Linked DNA regions of Rattus norvegicus: region 2 is linked to region 1. The links are chromatin contacts, called in public Hi-C maps. All regions are on one chromosome and are shown on one strand. The core of a region is the stretch at or near the end of the contact, and the rest is flanking DNA. Distances in the headings are between cores, read along the strand shown. Region 1 holds the start of Ranbp9 (RAN binding protein 9). Region 2 holds the start of Gfod1 (Gfo/Idh/MocA-like oxidoreductase domain containing 1).

Region 1 (5,080 bases), core at 1,585-4,084:
CTAGGCACTGCAGGGCTATCCTGAGCCGAAAGCACCAATCAGTTGGCCTCTCTGTAGCACTCGGTTTAATCTGTCAGTCTCTGCCTATCGATCGTCACTGGCATAGGCATAGCATGCATGCTTTCCAACTTTGACATATGGATGAGTGGTGTGGAGATCAGAAATCAGAGGACAGAGGGGCTGGCGTAAAGGTGACATTCGGGGGCGACTTCTGTGCCATTCAGGGCCCGGGCCTACGTTTTTAACCTTTGTTTTTCTGGTTGTTCAGATTTCAGTCCATTCTGAGAACCATCCAATAATGTCCATTAGGGTCTCTGTCTGCTGAGGACAGCCAGATTTGGCTCTTACTATTCGTCGCTGAGAAAGTAGATGTGGACGAATAGAAATATTGTAGTAATATGATAAATACGGAAAACTCTAGACCCAGGAGGAGTGAACAAGTCCATGGCTAATGGATTTTTACACATTGTCTATGTACAATTATGATATTTTGTAATAATTTATTTTTAATTATACATTTTAATTGTCTATCATTGAAACATTTTTATGACCTCCTTTCATGTCTTTAGGTAATGATTTGGACAGTGCTATAATTATTGGAGAGCCTCTTTTCATTTAGGACATCATAGTCATTTTTCCGTGTCAGTAAAAACCACATTTTTAAAAGGCCATAAAATCTTTGTTTCAGTTTGTGCCCAGGCCAGCAGCCTCTAGGAAGTGTGTCTGAAACAGGGCCTGAGACCCACTGACTAGCTTGAAAGGGGTGGGGAATGGTGCCTTTATCTAATTGCTTGGCTCTCTTTTGGCAATTCCACTGCCAGAAAGGGAGGCTTTTAGAAAAAAATAAATTGCACATATACGCAGTACGTGCTTCTGTAACCATAGTCCCATTTAAGAAGCACGTGGATAATTTCGTCAACTAGTCTCTTCATGTTGGGCATTTAATTTACTTCCATACGTTCGCTGACCATTAATATTTCCACACTTCCCTTTTGTTGCTTGGCTTTTACTTTTCATCGTCCGCTTATTTAGCAAGGGTGTGTGGGCATCTCTGTGTGTGCTCCCAAATATAGAGAGGCCAGAGTCAGCTTCAGGTGTTTTTCTTCAGAACAGGAAACAGGACCTCTTACTGTCCTGGAATGAACCTGGTAGGCTCAATTTGTTTGTTATCGAGCCCCGGAGACCCTCTTGTCTCTGCCTCTCCACTGGGATTACAAGTATGGGCCAGCCCACTGCCCTTTTTATGTAGGTTTGGGACTTGAACTCAGGTTTTCATGTTGTGCAGCAAACCCTTTACCAACTGAGCCATCTCCCGAATTTGACTTTTAGTTTTTGAATAGAGAAGTCAAAAGGTATGGTTATCTTATCCACCAAAATGATATCCCCAAATGTCCTCTGCCTCCGCTGATGTGGGAAAGTGCCGTTTTAACAATGTCCTCTCACAGTTCATTAATCTTTTGACTCTGACTGGAGGACAACCAGTGTCTCCATGAAAAAGCTTTTGACAAGGATGCAGACGATTCTACTCCCTTAACAATGCCTAGGATATGTAAAAATTTCTAAGTGTCCTGACAGAAAAATAGTATGTTTCATGAATAAAATCTTATTGACTCTGTTAGGGATGTTTGATGAGGCTTGGAGCCCGTGTAGCCCATCTTGCCTACCAACATGTAGAAGAACATGGCTTCCAGGGAACTCCCTTTATTTGACTATAAATGGAAGTTTTAGTGTGTTTTAAATTCAATGGCATCATGTAAACATGCTGTGATTTGTAGAAAAAATTTAGAGCAGAGGTTAAAATTATGGCACCTTTTTATTATTATTAATGAACAAAGGAGTATCTAGTGTGGGTAATTTAAGGTGGAAACTAGGCAGAATGCTACTTCTGGCCAGGTGCTATGTCCATGGGAGTCTTTCATTAAATCACCATTGACCGATTTGCTTCAAAAACAAAGTAACTAGTTCTCTGTTCAACCAACCATTCCATGCTTATATGGTCCAATAATAGCCAGTGTATCACCTCGGAAGCAAACAAGGTGTCAGAACCTGAAGCCTGACTTTCGCCGGGCTAAGGAAAGGGTAAACTAAACAAAGGGAAGTGTCGAAAACAGAATAGTAATGCTATGTGGGGTCAGAGAGCAACACTTGGCAAATTGTGCCACATGAGTTGACCAAGCACTCTACTGAGAATTGCAAAGTAGGAAGTCCCATTTGTTTAAAACTCTGCTGACCTCAGTAAGTACTTCCATGTTTTAAAAAAAAATGGGCATAATTCTCTGCTACCTAACAAAGAGGCCTATGGTGAGAATTAATGAGCTTATAAAATGTTTTGACGTCCCCAGAAGCCCTTCCTAAATGCACACACAGTTCGCGTCCCTGCCCTTTGACGATATGCCAGTCTTGATTGGTATTCCTAACGTGGCTGTTCCCCCGTTAAGTTCACTCGGACTCCTCATAAATTAATTAATTAACGAGAGGGTCACTATTTAAAGCGGGAGACTTCGCCTTCAGAAATGGTTTCCAAGGGCCCTTTATTGACCCGCTAGCGTTAGAGGCGTTAGGAACCCCGGGCTCAGCTCCCGGAGGCGCAGCAGGGCTCGATTGCTCTCGCCTGGGCGCGACGCGGGCTCCCGGCGGCTGAGGGGACGGCGGGACAAGACGCGCCAGGCCGCCGGTCGGCGCAGCTAGGATCCCGCAGCCACCGGAGGCCCGCGCCCGCGCCGTAGAGCCCCAGGCCGCCGACAAGCCCGTCCGCGCGCGCACCCGGCCCGCCCCTCGCGCCGCGGCCCGCCTCCTCGCCTGGCGCCGCCCGCGCGCAGCGTCTCGCGCCGCCCGCTCGCCCGCCGGGAAACAGCCGCGAGAGCAGCGGCCGCCCCGGCCGCTCGCACCCCTTGCAGCCTCTCCGCTTCATCGCGTCGCCTAGGGCCGCGCGCCCTCCCGCCCGCCTGCCCGCGCCCCTCGCCGTCCCACCGCATCGCTCCGGGTCGCGTGCCCGCCAGCGCCTGGCCAACGCTCCCTCGCGCCCTCCCGTCTGCCCGCCCGCGGCCGGTCTCCTCAACCGCCGCGCTCCGCCGGGCCGCGCGGCCCGCCGCCTGCTTCCGGGGCGGGCGGACTCTGGGCGCCTGGTGCCGGCGGCCGCAGCGACAGCGCCCCCGGGAAGCGCAGGAGGAAGCAGGGACGATTGGAGGTGCCGCAGGCTGAGTCGCGGCCGGGATGTCCGGGCAGCCGCCGCCGCCGCCGCCGCAACAGCAGCCGCCGCCGCCGCCCGCCGCCGGGGCCCCGGGCTCCGGAGTCGCCCTGCCCGCGCCCGCGGCCGCTAGCGCCGGTTCCTCCCCGGCCGGCTCGCCTGGTGGAGGCTTGGGGGCCGCAGCGGCCGCCCTGCTGCTCCACCCGCCGCCGCCGCCGCCGCCTCCCCCGGCCACCGCCGCGCCGCCGCCCCCCGCCTCGGCGGCCGCCCCCGCCACCGCGCCTCCCGGCCTGGCCGTGGGCCCGGGCTCGGTCGCAGGCGTCCCGGTCCCGGGCCTGGCGGCGGGCAGCAGCGCCGCTGCCCCTTTCCCGCACGGCGACTCGGCCCTCAACGAGCAAGAGAAGGAGCTGCAGCGGCGGCTAAAGCGCCTCTATCCGGCCGTGGATGAGCAGGAGACGCCGCTGCCCCGGTCCTGGAGCCCGAAGGACAAGTTCAGCTACATCGGCCTCTCGCAGAACAACCTGCGGGTGCACTACAAAGGTACGGGGCGCGGGGTCCCGCGGAGAGATCCGACGGTGCGGGGCGAGGCTCTGGGCGAGGGAACGTGAGAGTGAGGTCCCAGGTGGGAAGGAGCTGGACGCTTTGAGGGAATCCGGGATGACCAGACACATCGCACCTTCTGATTTCCTCGAGATAAATCTATGGGCTGGAGTTGGGTTACATTGTTCTCCAGGTGGAGGGTCAGGCCATCTCCTCTTACGCAGCAGGGGTGAGAGGCACGATTCCGAGGTACAGTTTCTAATTAAGGGAGAGCAGAGATACACAGGAGGGGGAGGGAGGCGTGATCGGTGGAGGATTTGTCCCAAATTAGGCCAGAGATTGTCTAGGGGGACAAAAGGACAAGGGGCCCAAGTTGGCCATCATTGCACCTTACTGAAAGCAACTGGGAGGTTGGGAGGGGAACCTCAGGATTCCGTTTTCTTCGGGGAGCAGAAACCCTCCCCCCCTCCGCATTGGAAATGCCCTGTGTTTCCGGGTTGGTGTTACATGAAGTTTTGTTGAAAACAAGGGTTTTAAAACATACCAATTAGCATTTTGAAGAAAACTAGCTTATATTTTGCACCTGCAGTTAACAAAGTTAACCACCTTAGGCCTCTGCTTTCTCCCATCCCCACTTTTTCCTAGGTTAAAACAAAGCTTTAAGGAAACTGTATAGAAGGTTATAAATGGCAGTAAGGGGGTTTTGAATTGTCGCTCAGATTAATGGCGTGTGTCAAGTTTAGTTGTGTGGAGAGGGTAAAGAAAAATGCAGTGGTATCAGTTTGAACACATTCTGTGTTTTAGGCCCTAAATCTAAAGCAGGCGAGCTTTTACACCTAGCAGGCTCTTTTTGATTGGCTCTAAAGGAAGGGTCTTCGGATCCTAATGACATGTCTGTCGAGGATATAAACAGCCTTGCCGTAAGATTCTGAAAGAATTCAGAACAGGGTTTGCGAAGAATCTTGACAAATCGGCTACTATTTAATTGGAAACGCATATGGCAACAGATATCTGCTGAATGATTTGGCTGAAAAGAATCTACACAAAGATGGGCCTTGTGGAACATTACTTTTTCTTCTTGCCATAGATCCAAAGAAGCACTTACTCTTTTGAACGCTATGTTCCTTGATGTGAGTGGCCGAAAATTTCAAAATACTGATTTTTTTTTTCTTTCAGTTAGGTCATTTTGTTGATTTCATTGTGGATTATTACTTAATTTTGTTTTTAAATTTGTGTGAACAGTGAGTGCTATGTTATGAAGTTTTCTCTTCTGTTTTGGCTGCCAGAATGCTTTTGTTAGATTTGACAAAACTTTATCATTTTAACTTTGTGGTTTATAGTAAATAAAAAGCT
Region 2 (5,262 bases), core at 350-2,849, 180 kb after region 1:
CACTACAGTAAGAGCTTTCCCTGTATTTTGGTCTGAGGGTCTCCAACATCCTCCTGACTGCAGATGCAGGAAAGGCTGTACCTAGGAACTGAAGCTGACAGAGGGCAGCGGCCAGGAGTGGCAGGCAGCCAGAAGTAAACAAGTGTTTGGAAGACCAGACTCCAGACACACGTGTCACAGACACGGCGGAGCCCCGGGTCTGGGTGAGCAATGGGGAACAAGCATGGAGTAGGTGAACAGTGATTAGCGCCTCCTCAGGAGTGGAGTTGGTTTGGGATTGGAGCCGACACACTTGGAAGTCAGAACTCTAGGGGTTCGGCGCTGAGATGCTGGTGTCTGCTTTCCAATCCCGGCACTGAGGTTTATGTGTGTCACCTTGAGCAAGTCCTTTAACCTCTCCCGAGCTCACTTTCTCATCAATGAAACGAGTTTCCAATAAGCTCAGGGTTAAGTGCCTGGAAAGCTTCTCTAGTGCGGTGGCCCGCACAGAAAAATACTCGAGAGAAGAGACTGTGATCCACGCTACTCACACCTCATGGGGTCCTCCTGTCTTCCCGGGGTCCTAGCATCTGCCAATCTTTTCTAAGGGACCCAGTCCTAGCCCATTCAGGGCGCGCCCTGCTTTGATAGATTTATTTGCTTGCTTGGGCGGAGCTTGGAGCACAAGGAGGAGGAGGCGACCGCGGAGGCGGAGAGCGCAGAGAAAGGGAAGCCACCCGGGGGCAGCAGGCGAGCCAGGCGGGGTTGGGGAGGAGTCAAAGCGGGTTCCAGGGGCTGGGCGCTGAGCGCAACGAGAGCCTAGGGCGGCCGAGACAAGGGCGGGGGCGACGCTTGGCGGCCAATGGAGCGCGGCGCTACGGCAAGGGCGGTGCAGGAACCCGGGCCGCTGACAGTCAAAGTCGCCAACTCCGCCCTCGTACCCTCGGGATCCCGGAGCCGGAGCCCGAGCCCTAGCGGGGCCGAGGCCGCCCAAGGCGCGCTGCGAGCAAGCGAATATGGCAGCAGAATGAGAAACCTGGCGCCGGGTGGTGGCCGCCGCTGCGGTGCTGCTGCTCGCGATCGGCGCCTGGTACCCTTCGAGCTTCATCCTTAGCCGGCCTCTGGGTGGCCTCTGGGTTCCATTAGGTACCAAGGACCGGGGGAAAAGGAGATCCGCAGCCCAGAGAGGGTGGTGAAGCCGGAGCGTCACCCGGGAGAGAGATTCTGCGGGGATGAGCAGACCATGGAGCTGCCTCGGCGGGGCGCACAGAGACGGCCGGCGCTGCCGGGGGAGCGCTGCCTGAGCCCGGGCTCCCCGGGGCTTCGGGGCCTCGTGCGTCCAGGCGGAGTCCCTGCCGCTGTCTCCGGAAAGGACACGAGCCCCGAGTGGCGGGCACTGCAGCAGTCACGGCGCTGAGGCTCCCGGAGCCTGCAGGGTCTGTGGTTCTGTGCGCTGTCACGCCGCCGCACGCGGGCGCCTTGCCCGGGGCTCGGCGGCTGGCGCAGCGCAGCGAGGTCGGCTGCAGGAGCCGGAGACTGCGGGACTGGCCGGAGAGGCGTGCGCGCGGGTGTTCGACTGGAGATCCCGGCAGAGGCAGAACCGGGTGGACCTGAGCAGCCATGCTTCCCGGGGTGGGCGTGTTCGGCACCAGCCTCACGGCCCGAGTCATCATCCCGCTGCTGAAAGATGAGGGCTTCGCGGTGAAGGCGCTGTGGGGCCGCACTCAGGAAGAAGCCGAGGAGCTGGCCAAGGAGATGAGCGTTCCTTTCTACACCAGCCGCATCGACGAGGTGTTACTGCACCAGGATGTGGACTTGGTGTGCATCAACCTGCCACCGCCGCTCACCAGGCAGATCGCTGTCAAAACCCTGGGTGAGCGACCCCTCCCCCAGCCCTCTCTTCTTTAGCCCGGGTCTTCGCTTCGCTCCCTCTCCAATTGCAGACACCCCAGGAATCCAAGACCCAAGCCTATTACTCCCAGCTTTCCCATTCCCAGTCGGTGGCTTTCCCCACCTCCACGCTTCGCTCCTGGTACCAGCTGGAAGCGCACTCCCACGTGTGTGGTGGGGAGGCTGGAATAGGCTTAGGTTCTAGGTATAGGAACCAAATGGATCAGAGGCAGAAGACCGGTTGCTGTTCCGGGAGAGAAACTCGGTACCCAGCTGAATGTGTTAGTTAGTGCTCTGGTGTGTTGGTGCGCGTGCGTCTGGGAGAGGAGAGCGCGTGGCCAGGAACCCTTGAATAAAGGGCCGCACACGTGGCAGGGCTTTTCCTGGGTGTACCTGTTGTGAGCAGTTGTGGCACCCCGTTTGGGTCGTTTGTTTCCCTCCACTGTAAGTGAGTTTAGCGTGAGATTAGAGATTTGACAGCTGGCTGGAATTATCTCTTGCTCTGGGAGCAAGCAAGACGGTGGAAGCGAGAGTGGGCGGGTCTATCAGAACACGCTCAGATGTGTCAGAGGTTAGTACAGATTGTAATTTAACCTTTGGGCACAGTCTCCCAGGAGTAGGTTTCTACTCCAGTTGAAAATAACACACCTTGTGTTCTGAGGAGATGGGAATTGTGGTTTCAGAGGCAAGGATGCTTTGTGTGTGGGGGAAAAGGCCAGACGCTGCAGTTTCCTTTGGAAACGTGCGATGGCACCTCCGTATTTTGCCTGAGGAATATTCCCAAGACACATTGTGTTTACAAGCAGACGGGAGGTGGGGTTGGGGGGCTCTTCTGTGCTCAAACGCATGTCCTGAACAAGTCTGTCCATCCGCAGCTCTCTTCCAGACCTAAGACAACCCCACTTGGCTATACTCAGACGTTTCACTACCCATCCTTGGAAATCAGGGTTACAGAGAAGAGGCTCCTGACAAACTAGGCTAGAGAAATTCTAAAGTGGGGGCCTCAGGTCTCTCCTTTACTCATTAATTGTATTAAGCTTCTGGCTTTTGGAGCCTGGTTTCTTTAGCTTTGAACCGAATTCTGTTAACTTTCGGTTAATGTTTCTTTTCCATCTCATGGCTGGTTTATACTGGGTTTATACCGGGTAGATCCCTCCCTTGTTAGTGTTGGATTTGTGTGTCAAGTAGGTGATAAACAAGCTGTCGTCTAAAATGTATTAGGGTAATTTCTATAACGTGTTTGTCTTGAGTCCCATCTATGCTGGAGGCTCAGGTCTGGTCCTATTTAAAAGCTACTTGGAGTTTTCTCTCTCTCCGGAGGCACCTCTGCAGGGCAGACCCACGGAGCAACCCCAGAACAGGGGAGAGTGCCAGTTACAGAACAGGAATGCTCTTGTGTTCTCATGGTCTCTGGTACTTACTATCATTGCTGTTTGAGGTGGGGTCTCCTGTATGCAAGGCTGACCTCCGACTCCCGGTTTAGCTGAAGATGACCTTGAACGTTTGATCCTCCTGACTCTATTTCCTGAGTGCTGAGATTCCATACCTAGTTTATTTGGTTCTGGGGATCAGACCCAGGACTTCTTGCCTGTTAGGCAAGTACTTCACTAACTGAACGACATACACTGCCAGCCTTGGGTCACGGAAGTCTTTAGGGATGTAGACCATTGTTGTACTTCTCTGTATACTTCTGTGATGGTGATGATGATGGTGGTGGTAGTGGTGATGGTGATGATGATGATGATGATGGTGGTGGTGATGATGGTGGGGGTGGTGGTGATGATGGTGGTTGTGGTGATGATGGTGATGATGGTGATGGATGATGATGATGATGATGTCATCTGTGTGAGGACTTGGGGTGTGGCACCATGGTAGACCACCTTCTGGCATGCACGGGCATCAGGTTTCAGCTCTCAGCACTGGAGAAAAGAATCCATGTAAGTTCTCGTTTTGCACTGACAAGGCTGAAGTGAGTTCCTCTTCAGAGTGAAACACGGGAGGCTCCGTTAACCGAGTTTACTAAGTGTGATAAGGGGATAACCCAGGGTTCGTCCTTTCTTTCACCATGGGCTGTAGGCTTTCTTCTTTCCCTTTTGGGGTTTGTTTGCCAGCGATTCAAGGTAGTCCATAATTATGGGAAATGTAGAGGCACCGAACTGGATTTGGAAAAGGCTGAACAGGTGTCAAGACTTCATGGAAAGACACGTGAGGCTTCTTTCAATTGTACCTTCCAGGCCACTCCTGACTGACTTTCACAGTCATGGTTAAGACCTTCTGCACACATTGCACAGGAAGTGGAAAGCCCCAAACAGTTATCAGGCTGGTCTCGGCTGTCGGAGGTTTGCACATAGTAGTGTTTACCGGGGACTGAAAAGAGCCATCCATTAACGAGTTCTGGTGAAACATCCTTCTTCCTCCACTGTGAGCAGGACTGTGACCTGTGGCTGAGTCCATGTCATGACCTGATAGTGAGACGGCACCAGATAAGTGAAATTGGGCCGGTGGCGTTGCACACATCTTCCTTTGATTTCCAGAAACGTCCTTCAAAGTTCTACTACTACTAGACTTGGGTCACAGTCTATGTTCAGCAAGCCCGGTTCAGCCGCCTGCCCTCCATTAACCCATGAAAACAGACAAATTAGTAGCAGAAAAAGAGATTTAGTCAATACTGAGGAGAGGGACAAACGGGACCCTGTGACTCTCCAAGTCTGGTTTCAAGGTCTTCAAGTGAGACCTCATAATAGAGGTTTAAATGGAGGCTCAGAATTATGCATGGCTGAGCAGTTCCTGTTCAGGTGCTGTCCACCACTCATTGTTTGGGCTCCACCCTTCCTGCCAGGTAGGCTGACAAATTGCACATTGCTTTCCTAGAGAAAAGTTCCCCTCAGGCTGGCCCAAGCTTTAAGTTTTCTCCTCTCCCAGTGTGAGATTCCAAGGGGGTGGGGGTGGGGATTCCAGTTTCTTGGGGTCCATTGTCTGACGGACAAAGTGAGAGATGTTTCTTTGGACTGTGTTCATTCTTCTGTGGGCAGTTACACTGCCTCAGTGGCATTTCTGCCGTAGAGATATTTCTGCCACACACAGTTTGTATGCCATTTAGGGCTGCCTATAACCGAGAACCTCTTGTGGGACAGCCAGTGTGGTAGTTTGTGGTGTACTTTGATGTGATGAAGACAAGTCTCTAAGGTAGACACCTGGTTGATTTTACAAATGAGGGCACCCAGATTCAGAGAGCAGAGTTCCAGCTACCCTTAACCATTCAGCCAGAGACCTCCAGCAGCCTCTCCAGTCCTTCCTTCTGCCACCTCCTAAGCCTGCTCCATTTCCACATTTCCTGTCAGAGCTGGCGCTTGCTCGCTCTCTCTCTCTCTCTCTCTCTCTCTCTCTCTCTCT

The links. Hi-C and Micro-C count contacts between places; a contact is called where the count stands out from the background.
Region 2: a contact with region 1 is called in a Hi-C map of frontal cortex, with 1.9 times the contacts expected there. The contact joins the promoter of Gfod1 here to the promoter of Ranbp9 in region 1. A contact is called at or near these places in 1 of 12 Hi-C or Micro-C datasets (frontal cortex) and 1 of 1 datasets of contacts at active chromatin or transcription factors (oligodendrocytes).

Annotation. Positions count from the first base shown.
Region 1 is chr17:21,423,943-21,429,022 of GRCr8, forward strand. Ranbp9 (RAN binding protein 9) reads left to right here and starts at 2,835. Exons shown (of 14, transcript NM_001427414.1): 1 at 2,835-3,727. The coding sequence starts at 3,214.
Region 2 is chr17:21,604,491-21,609,752 of GRCr8, forward strand. Gfod1 (Gfo/Idh/MocA-like oxidoreductase domain containing 1) reads left to right here and starts at 1,600. Exons shown (of 2, transcript NM_001170334.1): 1 at 1,600-1,852. The coding sequence starts at 1,600.